Regions from separate parts of the Sus scrofa genome. Here regions 1, 2, 3 and 5 are each linked to region 4. A link is a contact called in public Hi-C and HiChIP or PLAC-seq data. All regions are on one chromosome and are shown on one strand. The core of a region is the stretch at or near the end of the contact, and the rest is flanking DNA. Distances in the headings are between cores, read along the strand shown.

Region 1 (2,700 bases), core at 134-2,633, 180 kb before region 4:
TCTTTCTTTCTTTCTTTCTTTCTTTCTTTCTTTCTTTCTTTCTTTCTTTCTTTCTTTCTTTCTTCCCTCCCTCCCTCCCTCCTTCCCTCCCTTCTTTCTTCCTTCTTCCTTCCTTCCTTCCTTCCTTTCTTTCTTTCTTTCGCTGCACCTGAGGCATATGGAAGTTCCCAGGCTAGGGGTCCAAACAGAGCTGCAGTTGCCCACCTATGTCAAGCCACAGCAAAGCCAGATCCAAGCCGAAACTGTGACCTACACTGCAGTTCAGGGCAACACCGGATCCTTAACCCACTGAGCAGGGCCAGGGATTGAACCTGGGTTCTCATGGATACTAGTTGGGTTCGTTAAAGCTGAGCCACAATGGGAACTCCAAATGTTGGCTTTTAACATTAGTATTAGATTATGTACAAGAACTCTTCGTGTTTTTAAATTATTAGGCTAAGACTAGGGAGATATCCTGGGAACAATTTTGCTGGGGTTTGGCAGTTGTGTCCTATTCCAAGGTATTTTGTACCCTGTAAACTTACCGGTGGCAGCTCAGAAAAAAAAAAGGGGGTAGGGGCTGGATGGAACTTCCTACACCCAGCCGGGAGAAAGGGGACACACACACACACACACACACACACACACTAATGCACACCCTGCGAGGGCAGGGCACTTCTGTTTGAATTTCCCTACTAGCAAGGGTCAAGTGCGGTATTTTTTATTTTTATTTTTGGTCTTTTTGTCTTTTTAGGGCCGCACCTATGGAGGTTCCAGGCTAGGGGGCTAATCAGAGCTACAGCTGCCAGCCTACACCGCAGCCACAGCAACGTCAGATCCTTAACCCACTGAGCAAGGCCAGGGATCGAACCCACAACCTTATGGTTCCTAGTCGGATTGTTTCCGCTGCGCCACAACGGGAACTCCAAGTGCGGTATTAATGAAGGGATCAGAGCCTTTAGGAAACCTTAAAAAAACACTTTATAAATAAATACAGCTGACTTTAGAACCATCGTCTTGTTTCCTGATTACCTGAAGCTGAGCTGGCATTAGGAAACGTGATCAGTTTCTTCCCGGAAAGGACTAGACAAGAGTCTGCTTGGTCCTCGGAAGAACACGGGTGGGAGGTGGCCTCTGCCGATCCACACGACTCAGGTTGCTGCGCCCAGACCCCTGCCTAAGGCACTGTCTCCCGAGCTTTGGCTCCGAAGGTGGATGCCGCCCGGACGGCGCTCCCCGCGGCCCCGCGCCCGCCCCGCGGCCCCGTGCCCACCCCGTGCCCTTACCTGGAGCGGACTGAAGCAGGCATAGGAGTAGAGAGGCCCAGCGGCCAGCCCCCGACATGCCGGCCGTCCCGCGGCCAGGGTGGGACCCGTTCCCACCTCCCGCCTCCCGTCCCACCGACTGCAGGTGACGCGAACGGCAGCCAATGGGAGGCCAAGCCGTGGACCCGCCCCTCCGGGACGGGACTCCACCCGGGCTTCCCCTGGGGCCGCCCCTAAGTCCCCAGCAGTTCGTTCTGCCTCTGCTTCGTTTCGTTCTGCGGGATCGGGGTGGGGGTGAGGTTCAGTAAATGCGTGTACAGAGTGAGGTGAGTGGAAGAAAACTGGTTTTTTTTTTTTGGCCACACCCGCGGGATATGGAGGTTCTCAGGCTAGGGGTCGATCTGGTGCAGGCCTACACCGGAGCCACAGCAACGCGGGAACTTCTGGCTCACCGCAATGCCAGAAACTTAACCCACTGAGTGAGGCCAGGGATTGAACCCGAGTTCTCGTGGATGCTAGTCGGGTTGGTTAACCGCTGAGCCACGACGGGAACTCCCGAAAACTGTTCATTATTAATAATCACGGCTAGGAATTCCAATAAGGGACTTTTAAGAGGGCAGAGGAGTTCAGGGCAAGTTTATGAACTGAGTCTCAGACACCACTGGCTCTATCCGAGCCTCTTCTAAGTGCCAGGTTCCAAGCCATGCACTTTCCCACATTATCGACATTAATTTCCTGGAGAATCCTGTGGGTCTGACTTATTCTCTATATCCTTCACGCGGGGCGTGGCAGCCTCCAGAGCTTAATGGGCTTGTTCCGGACATAGCTGGTCCCTCTGATGCCAGTGTGTTACTGGTCACCTGAACAGTAACCGCTTTCAAATAATGCAACCAGCCTCACCTCAGAACCGTCTACAGCCATGAAACAAGATATTGCCGGGAGTTGCCGTTGTGGCTCAGCGGTTAACCAACCGGACTAACATCCATGAGGACGAGGGTTCCATCCTTGGCTTGCTCAGTGGGTTAAGGATCTGGTGTTGCCATGAGCCGTGGTGTAGGTCCCAGACAAGGCTCAGATCCCAAGTTGCTGTGGCTGTGGTGTAGACTGGCAGCTACAGTTCCGACTGGACCCCTAGCCTGGGAACCTCTGTATGAGGCAGGTGCGGCCCTAAAAAGACAAAAAACTTTAAAAATTAAATAAAATAAAAAAGATACTGCCGAGGTGCATGTAGTGACTAAGGGATATTTCTAATGTACTCAGTAGCAGAAAAGCAAGTACCGAAACAGGCTGATTAAACCAAAAATGTGTGCCTATCGACCTGGACAGCTTCAGAAGGATGTATGCCAATATGTTAGTGGGGCTTCTCTCTCTCTGGTGAGGATTTTAAGTTCTCTTCTTTCTGTTTATGTTTAATTTCTAAATTTAAGTACTTGAATTGCTACTTAATTACATTAAT
Region 2 (2,700 bases), core at 110-2,609, 150 kb before region 4:
AAAAAAAAAGAACACAAGCCCCAGAGGGACACAGCTCCATGACTTATCGCTTAACCCGAGTGCCTCAGGTCTTATCTAGAACAAAAACACCCTCATAGGTGTGGGGGGCTTGTACAGGTGATGCAGGTTGGAGCTCTTACCAATGCCTGACACGGAGCCCTGAGTGCCCTGTGGATGTTGACTTGATGGAGAAATCAGTGCACTTCCTTACCTGGGCTTCCTAAATGTGGCTCAGGCCTTTGACCTTTTTAGCCCAGGCTGAGAATCACTCACTGGCAGGCTCCTCTGCCCAGACTCATCCTCATGATGCCTGAAATTCCACCATTACTGCTTCATTTCTTTGGCTTAACACTTTGCCTTCATTAAAATACAGATAGCCCAGAAAAAGGTCACCAGTTCAGTTTTCAGTCATTTATCCCTTAGTGTGAGGATATTTATCAGCCCTTTTCCTGAGAGGGATACGGGAAGAAAAAGCATGCTCTCCCATCATGCCCCTCCCCTGGGCTTGGCCTTTAGGCCCTCCTGTTGTCCCTAAAGGGAGTTCCTGGACTTCACCCGCAAGCTCTGTCAGGATCTGTTCCCCATCCACCGCTCACTCTGCATGTCCCACACGACCCCTTGGCCAACCTGGATGGCTTCTCATCCACAACTTGGGCCTTCAGGCCCCTGTGTCTTTGCTCATTCAAGTCCTATCCCTCAAATCCCAGCCCCATCTTCCCATTCCCACCCCTCACGTTGTTCTTTGCTTCTCTTAAATGGTCTCTGTGATGGTTTCTGAGCCTCAGCACTGCCGACACTTGGGACAGGATAATTCTTGGTTGGGGAGATGATCCTATGATGTGCAGGATATGTCCTGTGACATGCAGCCCCCTGGATCCTACCCACTAGCAGACCATTGCCACGCTCCCGGTGTGATAGCCCATCACGTCTCCAGACATTGCCCAGTGTCCCCTGGGCCAGGTGGGCTGAGACCCACTGGTGTATAACATACAGCAAGGGGCTTGGTGTTGGCTAGACCTTGTGTTCACGCCCTGCTTTGCTCCTGCTACGAGGGGGACTGGGCAGGACCTACCCCAGCCTTGGTTTGCTTGGCTGCAAAGTGGCCCCAGAAAGCCTGTCTCACAAACATTTCTCTTTTGGCTGCACTAATGCCATACAGAAGTCCCCGGGCCAGGGATCCAACCCACACCACAGCAGCAACCCCAGCCACAGCAGCGACCATGCTGGATCCTTTAACCACTAGGCCACCAGGGAACTCCAGATAACATTTAAAAACCATTGCTGTTGCAAGGTTCCCGTGACAGATGCTTGAAAAACCGCAGCTAAAATTCATGTGACGACAATGCCATCTGCTCAGACTAAATTCGTCCTCCCTGTTTCCTCATTTCAGGAAGTGCCACCCTTCTCCCTCTGCCCAGCAGAGCCAGGCCCCAAACTCTGGAGTCTTTCCTGATTTCTACAGCCCACATCCCTCCGCCAGCAAATGCTTCTGGCCCCTCCAAACCCAGCCCCGAGCCAGCCCTTCTCCAGACTTCCACCCCTCTCACCCCACCTCTCCAGGTGTGCATCACAGCAGCTCCCACCAGGCTCCTGATTCCACACCATTGAATCCACTGTCCACATGGCAGGGGTTCTTCCTGTAACAAACCCTCACTGTCCTGGCCCAGCTTCTCCCTGCCTCGCCCAGCCGGCACCATCCTCACTGGCCCGTTCCTGTTCCTCAGACAGAATTGTGACCACTGCTGTCTCTCCACGGCCTTGGTCACCCTGCCTGGGATGGGGGCCTCGGCACTCACCTGGCTGGTACCTTCCCGCCAATCCCACCCCCTCCCCTCCAGGGCCCTCTGGAGGCCTCGCCTGACTCCCCACCCATAGCACCCTCCCCCACCCCAGTTACACCTGGGCCCTTTATCCCACTTGCTGGTCTTCCCAGCCTTTATCATGATCAGAAACTATGCTCTTTATTTATTTTCAGCCTCGCCTATTAATAGGCTTCCCCAACCAGAATGGCTAGCTGCTTACAAGAGGGGCCCTGTCACATCCACGGCTGCATCCTCGGGGCCCAATTCAGTACCTGTCACACAGCGGGCATCCAGTAAGCACTGGGCGAAGATGGGGATCCAGCTGTAAAGAGCTGCCATCCTGAAAATGCAGCTCAGATGCCACGTGCCCCCATCCTGCCCCCCAATTTCCCTCCTCCGAGCCCCTGAGGGAGCTGCGTCTCTCTCCCTTAGCTGAGGGACGTGGCCCTTTGACTTCTTTATGGAACACGGCCCATTTCCCCAGACCCCCACGGTGAGCTGCTGGAGGGCAGGGCCCAGGACACGCTCCTTCCTCCCCACCCCCACTTTCCCTCCTATCTTTCCTTTCTTCCTTCCTTCCTTTCTTTTTCTTTTTCTTTCCTTCCTTCCTTCCTTTCTTTCTTTCTTTCTTTCTTTCTTTCTTTCTTTCTTTCTTTCTTTCTTTCTTTCTCTCTCTCTCTCTTTCTTTCTTTCCTTCCTTCTTTCCTCTCTCTCTCTCTCCTTCCTTCTTTCCTTTTTTTTTTCCTTTCTTTCCATTTTTAGGGTCGCACATGGAAGTTCCCAGCCTAAGGGTTGAATTGGAGCTACAGCTGCCGACCTATGCCGCAGACACAGCAACGTGGGATCCCAGCCATGTCTGCAACCAGATCCTTAACCCATTAAGCGAGACCAGGCATTG
Region 3 (2,700 bases), core at 62-2,561, 220 kb after region 4:
CAGAAGTTCAGGCCAAAGATGATGGTGCTTTGAACCTAGACGATAGCAGAGTGGGTTTCTTGATGGTTTGGCAGTGAGATGTGGGAGGAAGAGGAGTCCAGCTTTTTTTTTTTCTTTTTTAGGGCCACACCTTTGGCATACGGAAGTTCTCAGGCTAGGGTTCGAATGGGAGCTACAGCCGCAGGCCTATGCCACAACCACAGCAACAGGAGATCCTTACCCTCCTGTGCAAGGACAGGGATCGAATCCGTGTCATCATGGATACTAGTAGGGATTTGTTACCAATGAGCCACAATGGGAACTCCAAGAGGAATCGAGATTAACAACCAAGGCTTGTATCTTAAACAAAAGGAAAGATACTGCCATCAACTGAGGTAGGGAAGACTTTGGGAGGGACAGGTCGGGTTTTTGGCCTGGTGGAGGGTGGAGGGAGGGAGTTCCAGGCAGAACAGGAGAAACGAGGAGCCCAGTTCCTACTTATGTTACGTTCGTGACGTCTGTCCAAGCGGAAACATTGAACAGGACGTTGCCAATACATGTTCGAAGCTCAGAGGAGAGGCCTTGAGCTGGAAACCTATGAAGTTGTTGGCAGAATTGGTATTTGAAGCCAAGAGAGTGAATACATTGTGAACAAAAATCAGGAAAGGGAGGCAAGTGTGTGTTGGGGGGGGTGTGTGTGTGTGGTTACGTTACAAAAGATGGCTAGAGAAGGGTCACATGTTCCCTTTCAGAGAAAAAGAGAGTGCATAAAGGAAAGGAGGCAGAAGGCATCCGGTTGCAGGCCCTCGCAGCCAGAGCTGGGCCGGTGAGGCACACGTGAGCTCCGAAAGTCCCGAAGCCTGAAGGCCGGCTTCCTTTCCGTCAGACTCTGCCCGGGGGCCCCGGCTCTCATCAGCTTCCTGCCGGTTCCGAAACTCATCTAACGGACATTTCCAGCTTCTCCCCAAAGCTAAGGAGTTGTAGCGGAAGTCGAGGGTGCGGGACCAAAACGCAGATTTCATTCATAGTACAGAGCTCGACTACTTCAGGGCCGACCTCGATAACTGGAAACTCGTAAAAGCAACACAATCACAACTTTTCTAACGAAAGCGGAGGCCGCAGGCTTCTCCTCTGCGCAAGAGCGGCCTCACAAGCGTCACCCTGAGGTAACAGCCTTTCTCCACAAGCTCTCCATGGAGCCCCCCCCCGGGGGGGGGCAGAAAGCCGCCCCCACTACGGGTCGAAGGAAGGGTCAATTCACGCTGAGCGAACAAGGCTGGTTAAGCGCCACAAAAGGTTTTGCAGGGCGGGGCGACCGGACGACACTCTCTTGCTCGCTCCCATTGGCTGTGGTCGCGAGGCTCTCCTCAAGGACTGGCCACTGGAGAAGCTCGGAGTCCGGTAGCAGCCCGCCTCCCGGAACGCGCGTGCGCACACTTGGCGAGCGCTCTCCACACTGAGCAAGCGCGGCCTCGTGTCCGCTGGAAGGGCGGGTGGAGCAGCGCGAGCTGCGTCCCGGCGCTCGGCTTTCCCTGCCGGTCCCGCCCTCCGTCGCGGTGGCGCGGTGCACCTTGGGATAGGGAGCGATCTCCGAGCGAGGCAGCAAGATGGACGCGGGATTCTTCCGCGTAAGTAGGAGCGCGGGGATCTGGGGTGAGGTGAGGGGCTTATCGAAAAGGCCCAGCAGGAGGCCTAAACTCGAGATGGGGTGGCCAGCGAGCGGAGACTTCGAAGATCCTGAGGATCCTCGTTGCCAGTGGACGCTTCCCCACTACCCTGCGGCGGGGACCGGTGCGCCCCTGCGCAGTCTCCTCCTCCGGGATCGTCCCCCCTACGCGGCAGCGACGGTCGCCGGAAAATGGCGGCGGGAATGGGCCTGAGCGGTACCTTCCCGCCCGCCTCCCTGGCAGGGCCTGCAGGGAGAGCCGCGCGCCCCACCGGGTCCTGGGGCCTAGCGGACCCGCGAGGAGGAAGTCCCTGGGGGGAGGCCGGAGGGAAACCCTGAGGTGACTGGCGGCAGGAGGGCCCTGGGGAGGACAGGTTTGGGGGTACCGCCTCAGGAGAGCGGGTGAGAGGACCGGAAGCAGCCTTGAGCCGCTTTTCTTGAGAAAGCGGGCACCAAACCCCCTCCCCCCGCGCCTCGCGCGCCCTCCCTCTTGGTCTAAGCCTTCCCGAAGGCTCCGGGTCAGAGTTCGCGGGAGCTCCCGCCCAATTTGATAGCCCTTCAGGGAGGGGAATGCAGATAATTTGTAGTTAGAACGTTTGAGTCTGAGACTCCAGGCAGAGGGTGCAACAAAAAGTATGCGCGTTTGTGGAGGCAGGGGTATGGAGTGGATCTACTCTTCGTTCCCGCTCACCGCCCCCCACCCCCTGTGAACGTTCTCTTGAAAATCTTTTTGGTGAAAAGGTTCCTCTTGATTCTCGCCCATCACCTGGAGATGGGGACGTTTTCTCGTCGTAGTTGGCCCTCAGGGCCCATACTTTTACCGGGCGCGTGCTGGACTCTTTTGGTCCCCTTTTACACTCCCGTAGGACCCATTCGAGATCTCGATGGGTGGGAAGTGACACTGATTGGACTAGAGTTTGCAAATTCTTTTTAAGGCAGAACGGACCATATAGAGACCAGTTGATTTAAGTCAGAATCTGTAGTGCATATTGGCTCTTTCCATTCCCTGGAGCATGTTACATGCAGTTTCTGTGTGTTTAAAGGAAAAGATAAAA
Region 4 (2,700 bases), core at 52-2,551:
GGCAGCTGGGGTTCTGATTTGACCCCTAGCCTGGGAACTTCCATATGCTGCAGCTGCGGCCATAAAAAAGAAGAGAGAAGGAAAGAAAAGAAAAGTAGGAATCAAATTTCTGAGCTCTTTCTCTTCTATCTGATGCTGCCTGTAGCTTTGGCTGGTTGTCACCTTGTTTTCTCCAGCAGAAAGATTTTTGAAAAGTAATAGTCTAAAATGCAAACTCTAAAAGCCATACCATTCTGTTTCTGGGCTTGAGTCTTCAGGATGCAATCACATGGAGTGGGGCCTACCCTCACCACCTGACATTGTCCCCTGTCTTGAGCTTGGTCTGTGTGGCTGAGGCCTTTTCAGAAACACACTGGCTGATTTTCGCAGGACTTGATGGCTTTTCAGGCCATAGGGGAGGCGTGGTGCCGTGTGTGGAAAGAGAATGAGGCTTTGGAGTGAGTTCGGCCTGCGTTTGAGGGCTAATTCTTTCAACACTGATTTAGCAAATACCCATGTCAGGCCTCTTCTATGTCAAACCCTGCATGTGTGACCTTGGGTGGGTTATTTAACTTCCCCTAAGCCTCTCTTTCCTCTTGTGTTAAATTAAGGTACTAAACTCTTCCTTCTAGTATTGTTCTGAGATTAGAAATATGGTCTAAAACTGATTTCACACATAGGGATTGGTAAATGGTGGCTGCCATGATTTTTATTGGAAGCAGGGCTGCAAATATTCCAGAGATGAACAATATGTTACTGTTAAATTGACCAGTGGAAAACTAGACAGAGAGAGACCAACAGACAGTTAAAACATAGAAAAACCAAAGAGAAAAGAGAGAAAACTCCTGAGTAACTATCTTATTTATCACCTTTGGAGAAAACCTACGAGCAATTAAAAATGTGTGTGTGTTTAATAACAAGTAATTTAAAATGTATGTGAATACATACACATACACACTATATTCTTTATTATTTGCTTTCTTGATATACTCCTAAAATACCAGAAGTGGAAGGAACTTAAACATTCTCTGGCTCAGTGCTCTTGTTTACAAAGGAGGAAACGGGGCAAGGGCCACAGGGTCTTGCTGAGGCCTCTCTGCTGCTTCCTGACTCGCCTGCCTTCAGGACCCAGACCTGCCCATTCCCTCTCGCCATTTTGGCCAGGAGATAGGATGAAAAACATTTTTAGAATGCAGCAAAAGGTAACTGAGATGATGACTGCTCCAAAGGAATGTTATTCTAAAGGGCTTAGTTAAACGAATAAAGGCATGAAGAATTTACAAGACTCTGGCATCTGCGGGTTGCTTCGTCCCCCTGCTGGTGAGAGGGGAGAACGTCAGACCTCGGCCGTGAACGGATGAAGTTCCACAAGTTAGGTAAAGACCCCTGAGGAGCCAAGCAGAACTTTCCAGATCGAAGAGGCAAAGAGACACAGATATTTGGGGAAGCGGGTGAGGATGGGGAAGTGCGGAAACAGTGATAACACATTATTAAAGGAAGCTTAAAAAGGGACAGGGAGAGGAAGGTGTCCTTACAAAGGTTTGTTTAAGTTTATTAGACTCTCATTTTTCCACTTACGCTATTTGAAGAAAGTTTTGTTAGTTCCTCTTGTGTTTTGAGTGAGGCTGGGGGGAGGGGAAGGAAAGGATTTTTAGCTTTTACATACACCTGGGATTTTTGCATTTTTAATTTTTATAATAATTTTTAAAAGTACATTTCTTCTTAAAAACTTGTTTGGTTTCAGTATGGCCTCAGGGGCCAGACATGTTGTCTCCCCCTGGAGTTCAGAACTTTCCAGCCCATTCCTACCATCCAATCAGAGCACAGAGCTGGAGAGGGTGCTGCAGCTCCTTGGGTGACACTGCCCTCTAGAGGTCACAAGGACAGATGCGCTAGCCAGACTCACAGGCCTGTCCTGCGAGGCTAAAATCCAGACTTAACAGTCATATGACCCCGCAATCCCACTCTTGGGCATATATCCAGACAAAACTCTACTTAAAAGAGACACATACACCCGCATGTTCATTGCAGCACTATTCACAATAGCCAGGACATGGAAACCACCTAAATGTCCATCAACAGATGATTGGATTCGGAAGATGTGGTATATATACACAATGGAATACTACTCAGCCATAAAAAAGAATGACATAATGCCATTTGCAGCAACATGGATGGAACTAGAGAATCTCATACTGAGTGAAATGAGCCAGAAAGACAAAGACAAATACCATATGATATCACTTATAACTGGAATCTAATATCCAGCACAAATGAACATCTCCTCAGAAAAGAAAATCATGGACTTGGAAAATAGACTTGTGGCTGCCTGATGGGAGAGGGAGGGAGTGGGAGGGACTGGGAGCTTGGGCTTATCAGACACAACTTAGAATAGATTTACAAGGAGATCCTGCTGAGTAGCATTGAGAACTTTGTCTAGATACTCATGTTGCAGCAGAACAAAGGGTGAGGGGGAAAATGTAATTGTAATGTATACATGTAAGGATAACTTGATCCCCTTGCTGTACAGTGGGAAAATAAAATAAATAAATAAATAAATAAATAAATAAAAAAGAATCTCTAAAACAATGCCATTACCTTTTTGTGGTAAAATCTCTTGGCTTGACTATTAAATCCTTTTTTTTCTGATTCTGGAATGACTGAAGGCTGATATTTATAAGGAATGGAGGATTGTGTTGGATATGCAGCAGTAAAACCTAG
Region 5 (2,700 bases), core at 12-2,511, 190 kb after region 4:
TCCCCCAAGCACAATAGCTAGACAGACAGACAGGCAGAAGTCAGGGGGTGCTCCTGAGAGAGTCTGCCCTGGGGTCACATCAGAGGAAGGGCCACATCCACAGTTTTGCAGAGCAAATATTCAATCCCATAATCCAGCACAGGGGAACTAACTTGGATTAACTAATCAAAAAACCAATTTGTTAATTTATAACTTGTTCTGGTACTAAATGACTGCTGTTGAGCTCACGACAATTGGTCAGCACATTTTTCCTCTAGGAAAGTTTATGGGGGAGTTCCCAGGTGGTGCAGTGGGTTAAGGATCCAGCGTTGTCACTGCTATGGCACGAGTTCCCTCCCTGGCCCCGGAACTCCCTCATGCTACAGTGTGGCCAAGAATATTTTAAAGAAGAGAGAAAGAAAAAAGAAAAGAGGGAAAAACTGAATTATTCTCCAAAGGTGTCTACTTATTTAGTAGAGTCAGAGTAGAAGCATAGGGTGGACTTGAGGATTTCTGGTCTTGAGGCTGAAAGCTTGTTGCAGTGTTTGGGGGCCTGGACTGAGCCTCAGGACGGCTCAGGGCCCCTCCCTCTCCCCTGGAAGGCTGGTTTCACCTTGACTCAGTCTCCTTTCTCGGCTTCCCTCTATTTGGATTCTGAGCTATCCTCCATCTCCCGTTATCACCTTACCTCCAAGGTCCAAGTATTTGGAGGCTGATTAGATTACAGCTCTGTTTGTGTTACCTCTGCCCTTCCCAGTCACCTTGCAAAGATTCAGGATATATTCAAAGTACCACATTCACACACCATTTCTCTGGATGGGACTCATCTCTTTGACTCCTTCACCTGGAAAACAATCTAGCGAAAGGGTTGCAATTAAGAAGAACTGCCGCCCAAGCTCTACTTCCTGGTTGTGTGGCCTTGGAAGTGACTCAGCTCCCCCGTATTGTTTTCTAAGCATGAGACAGGAATAACATCTGCCCCACTGGGTGACTGTAACAAGTCAAGGACTTAGCAAAGCTGCTTGAATAGTGCCTGGCACCCAGTAGATGCTTTATAAATGGGAGCCAACATTATTATTATAAATTTCTTCTATTGCAAGATATACACTTGTTCCCATTTTAATGATTCTGAAATCAGAATATATCTTAAAATAGATGGGTCCATTAATGAGATTGTATTTTTTTTTCTCTCTCAAAACGCTGATTTGGAGTTCCTGTTGTGGTGCAGTGGTTAACAAATCGACTAGGAACCATGAGGTTGCATGTTCAATCCCTGGTCTTGCTCAATGGATTAAGGATCTGGTGTTGCTGTGAGCTGTGGTGTGGTTTGCAGACACAGCTCAGATCCTGCATTGCTGTGGCTCTGGTGTAAGCTGGCAGCTACGGCTCCGATTAGACCCCTAGCCTGGGAACCTCCATATGCTGCGGGAGCGGCTCAAGAAAAGGCAAAAAGACAAAAAACAAACAAACAAACAAAAAAACCGCTGATTTTTAAACAATTGTGCATTTTATGATTGAAGTCACCTTGGGAACAAGGCAATAAATCTGTATTCTATTATAGAAAGTGACGCATTCTTGGAGTTCCCGTTGTGGCTCAGTGGTAATGAACCCGACTGATATCCATGAGGATGTGGGTTTGATCTCTGGCTTCACTCTGTGGGTTAAGGATCCAGCGTTGTTGTGAGCTGTGGTGTAAGTCACAGATGCAGCTCAGATCTGGCATGGCTGTGGCTGTGGCATAGGCTGGCAGCTACAGCTCAGATTAGACCCCTAGCCTGGGAATTTCTATATGCCAAGGGTGTAGCCCTAAAAAGAAAAGAAAGAAAGAAAATTACACATTCTTATCATTTAATTGTAAATTCTAGGAACTGTAAATTCCTTCTTGGGGTAAGAAATCCCTTTTGAGAAAGTTGAAGGTCAGGAGATAAGGAGGCTGACCCAGGGTCACACGGCTCACGTCATCTCACTTAAAAAAAAAAAAAAAAAAAAGCTTACCTGAATAGGTCTGGAGAAATACTGACAAACTGTTTTTCCCCAGACATCTCTTCTCCCTCCTCTGTTGAACTATCCACCAGACACTTTGCAAGCTGCTTTCCCATGAGTTATCTCATGGGATTTATTTTTCCTGATAACCCTGGGAGGTTTTTTTTTTCCCCATTTGCCAAGAATTTTAAACCCAAAGAGAGAAAGCACTTGCCCAAAGTCTCCCAGCTAGTAAGTTGCAAAGACAAGACTCAAATCCAGGTCTCTTTGATTCAAAAGTCTTATATTCTTATTATACATTTAAATGCTTATTGCAGTGCCCTCTTCCCTAACCTCCTGGCTCAAAGGAAACAGATTCTTTTGCGAGCTGAACCAGAGGAAGACAGGCTTATCCCTGGGTCTGCGTGAGGTCAGGGGTGTAGTGTCCACACTGGAAGTGGGGCAAAGCCACTTTGGTAGCCTCCCTTGTGCTTCCATGGTTGTAGCCAAAGGGTCTCTTTTCTAAATCCATTCAAGCGCTAAGGATTCCTGCTTCATTCCCTTACCACTTAGGTCCAAGGAGCAAGGGGACAAAGCCATTGAAGGACTTAAGCCCCAAATACAGATGTTTCCCAAATGTATTCTGCTAAAAAAAAAAAAAAAAAAAATTGAGGTTGTTTGGAATGTTCTAGCCCTAAAACCAAACTCTTCTGTCCACCTTGGAATCTTCCTTGAATTACTGGAGAAATCATTCTCTAT

Evidence for each region. Hi-C and Micro-C count contacts between places; a contact is called where the count stands out from the background. HiChIP or PLAC-seq counts read pairs in DNA pulled down with a chosen protein or histone mark.
Region 1: a contact with region 4 is called in an H3K27ac HiChIP or PLAC-seq map of alveolar macrophages. The contact joins the promoter of IFNLR1 here to the enhancer-like site in region 4. A contact is called at or near these places in 5 of 5 promoter capture datasets (fetal liver, fetal skeletal muscle, liver and 1 more), 33 of 47 Hi-C or Micro-C datasets (adipocytes, adipose tissue, alveolar macrophages and 17 more) and 2 of 2 datasets of contacts at active chromatin or transcription factors (alveolar macrophages and skeletal muscle).
Region 2: a contact with region 4 is called in a Hi-C map of retroperitoneal adipose tissue, with 2.1 times the contacts expected there. The contact joins two enhancer-like sites. A contact is called at or near these places in 1 of 5 promoter capture datasets (liver), 33 of 47 Hi-C or Micro-C datasets (adipocytes, adipose tissue, alveolar macrophages and 17 more) and 2 of 2 datasets of contacts at active chromatin or transcription factors (alveolar macrophages and skeletal muscle).
Region 3: an H3K27ac HiChIP or PLAC-seq map of alveolar macrophages shows a contact between it and region 4. The contact joins the promoter of SRRM1 here to the enhancer-like site in region 4. A contact is called at or near these places in 5 of 47 Hi-C or Micro-C datasets (embryonic fibroblasts, fibroblasts, heart right ventricle and 2 more) and 2 of 2 datasets of contacts at active chromatin or transcription factors (alveolar macrophages and skeletal muscle).
Region 5: an H3K27ac HiChIP or PLAC-seq map of alveolar macrophages shows a contact between it and region 4. The contact joins two enhancer-like sites. A contact is called at or near these places in 5 of 47 Hi-C or Micro-C datasets (embryonic fibroblasts, fetal skeletal muscle, liver and 1 more) and 1 of 2 datasets of contacts at active chromatin or transcription factors (alveolar macrophages).

Annotation. Positions count from the first base shown.
Region 1 is chr6:81,912,721-81,915,420 of Sscrofa11.1, forward strand. It overlaps IFNLR1 (interferon lambda receptor 1), which reads right to left and starts at 1,384. Exons shown (of 7, transcript XM_021095536.1): 1 at 1,266-1,384. The coding sequence starts at 1,323.
Region 2 is chr6:81,936,997-81,939,696 of Sscrofa11.1, forward strand. No RefSeq gene overlaps it. Among named protein-coding and RNA genes, the nearest start is that of IFNLR1, 24 kb to the left of the region's middle. Within about 2 kb of position 1,360, at least 3 of the 83 cell types and tissues checked have an H3K27ac peak or open chromatin away from gene starts, as enhancers often do. A contact at or near this core is called in alveolar macrophages and retroperitoneal adipose tissue, where this site is marked.
Region 3 is chr6:82,307,881-82,310,580 of Sscrofa11.1, forward strand. SRRM1 (serine/arginine repetitive matrix protein 1) reads left to right here and starts at 1,312. Exons shown (of 16, transcript XM_021095577.1): 1 at 1,312-1,607. The coding sequence starts at 1,587. It also overlaps the pseudogene LOC100522323.
Region 4 is chr6:82,088,775-82,091,474 of Sscrofa11.1, forward strand. It overlaps STPG1 (O(6)-methylguanine-induced apoptosis 2), which reads right to left. Exons shown (of 8, transcript XM_021095547.1): 2 at 2,578-2,696. Among named protein-coding and RNA genes, the nearest start is that of STPG1, 21 kb to the right of the region's middle. Within about 2 kb of position 1,302, at least 23 of the 83 cell types and tissues checked have an H3K27ac peak or open chromatin away from gene starts, as enhancers often do. A contact at or near this core is called in adipose tissue, alveolar macrophages, fetal liver and 3 more, where this site is marked.
Region 5 is chr6:82,281,255-82,283,954 of Sscrofa11.1, forward strand. NCMAP (noncompact myelin-associated protein) reads left to right here. Exons shown (of 4, transcript XM_005665097.3): 4 at 1-2,633. Among named protein-coding and RNA genes, the nearest start is that of SRRM1, 27 kb to the right of the region's middle. Within about 2 kb of position 1,262, at least 10 of the 83 cell types and tissues checked have an H3K27ac peak or open chromatin away from gene starts, as enhancers often do. A contact at or near this core is called in alveolar macrophages and liver, where this site is marked.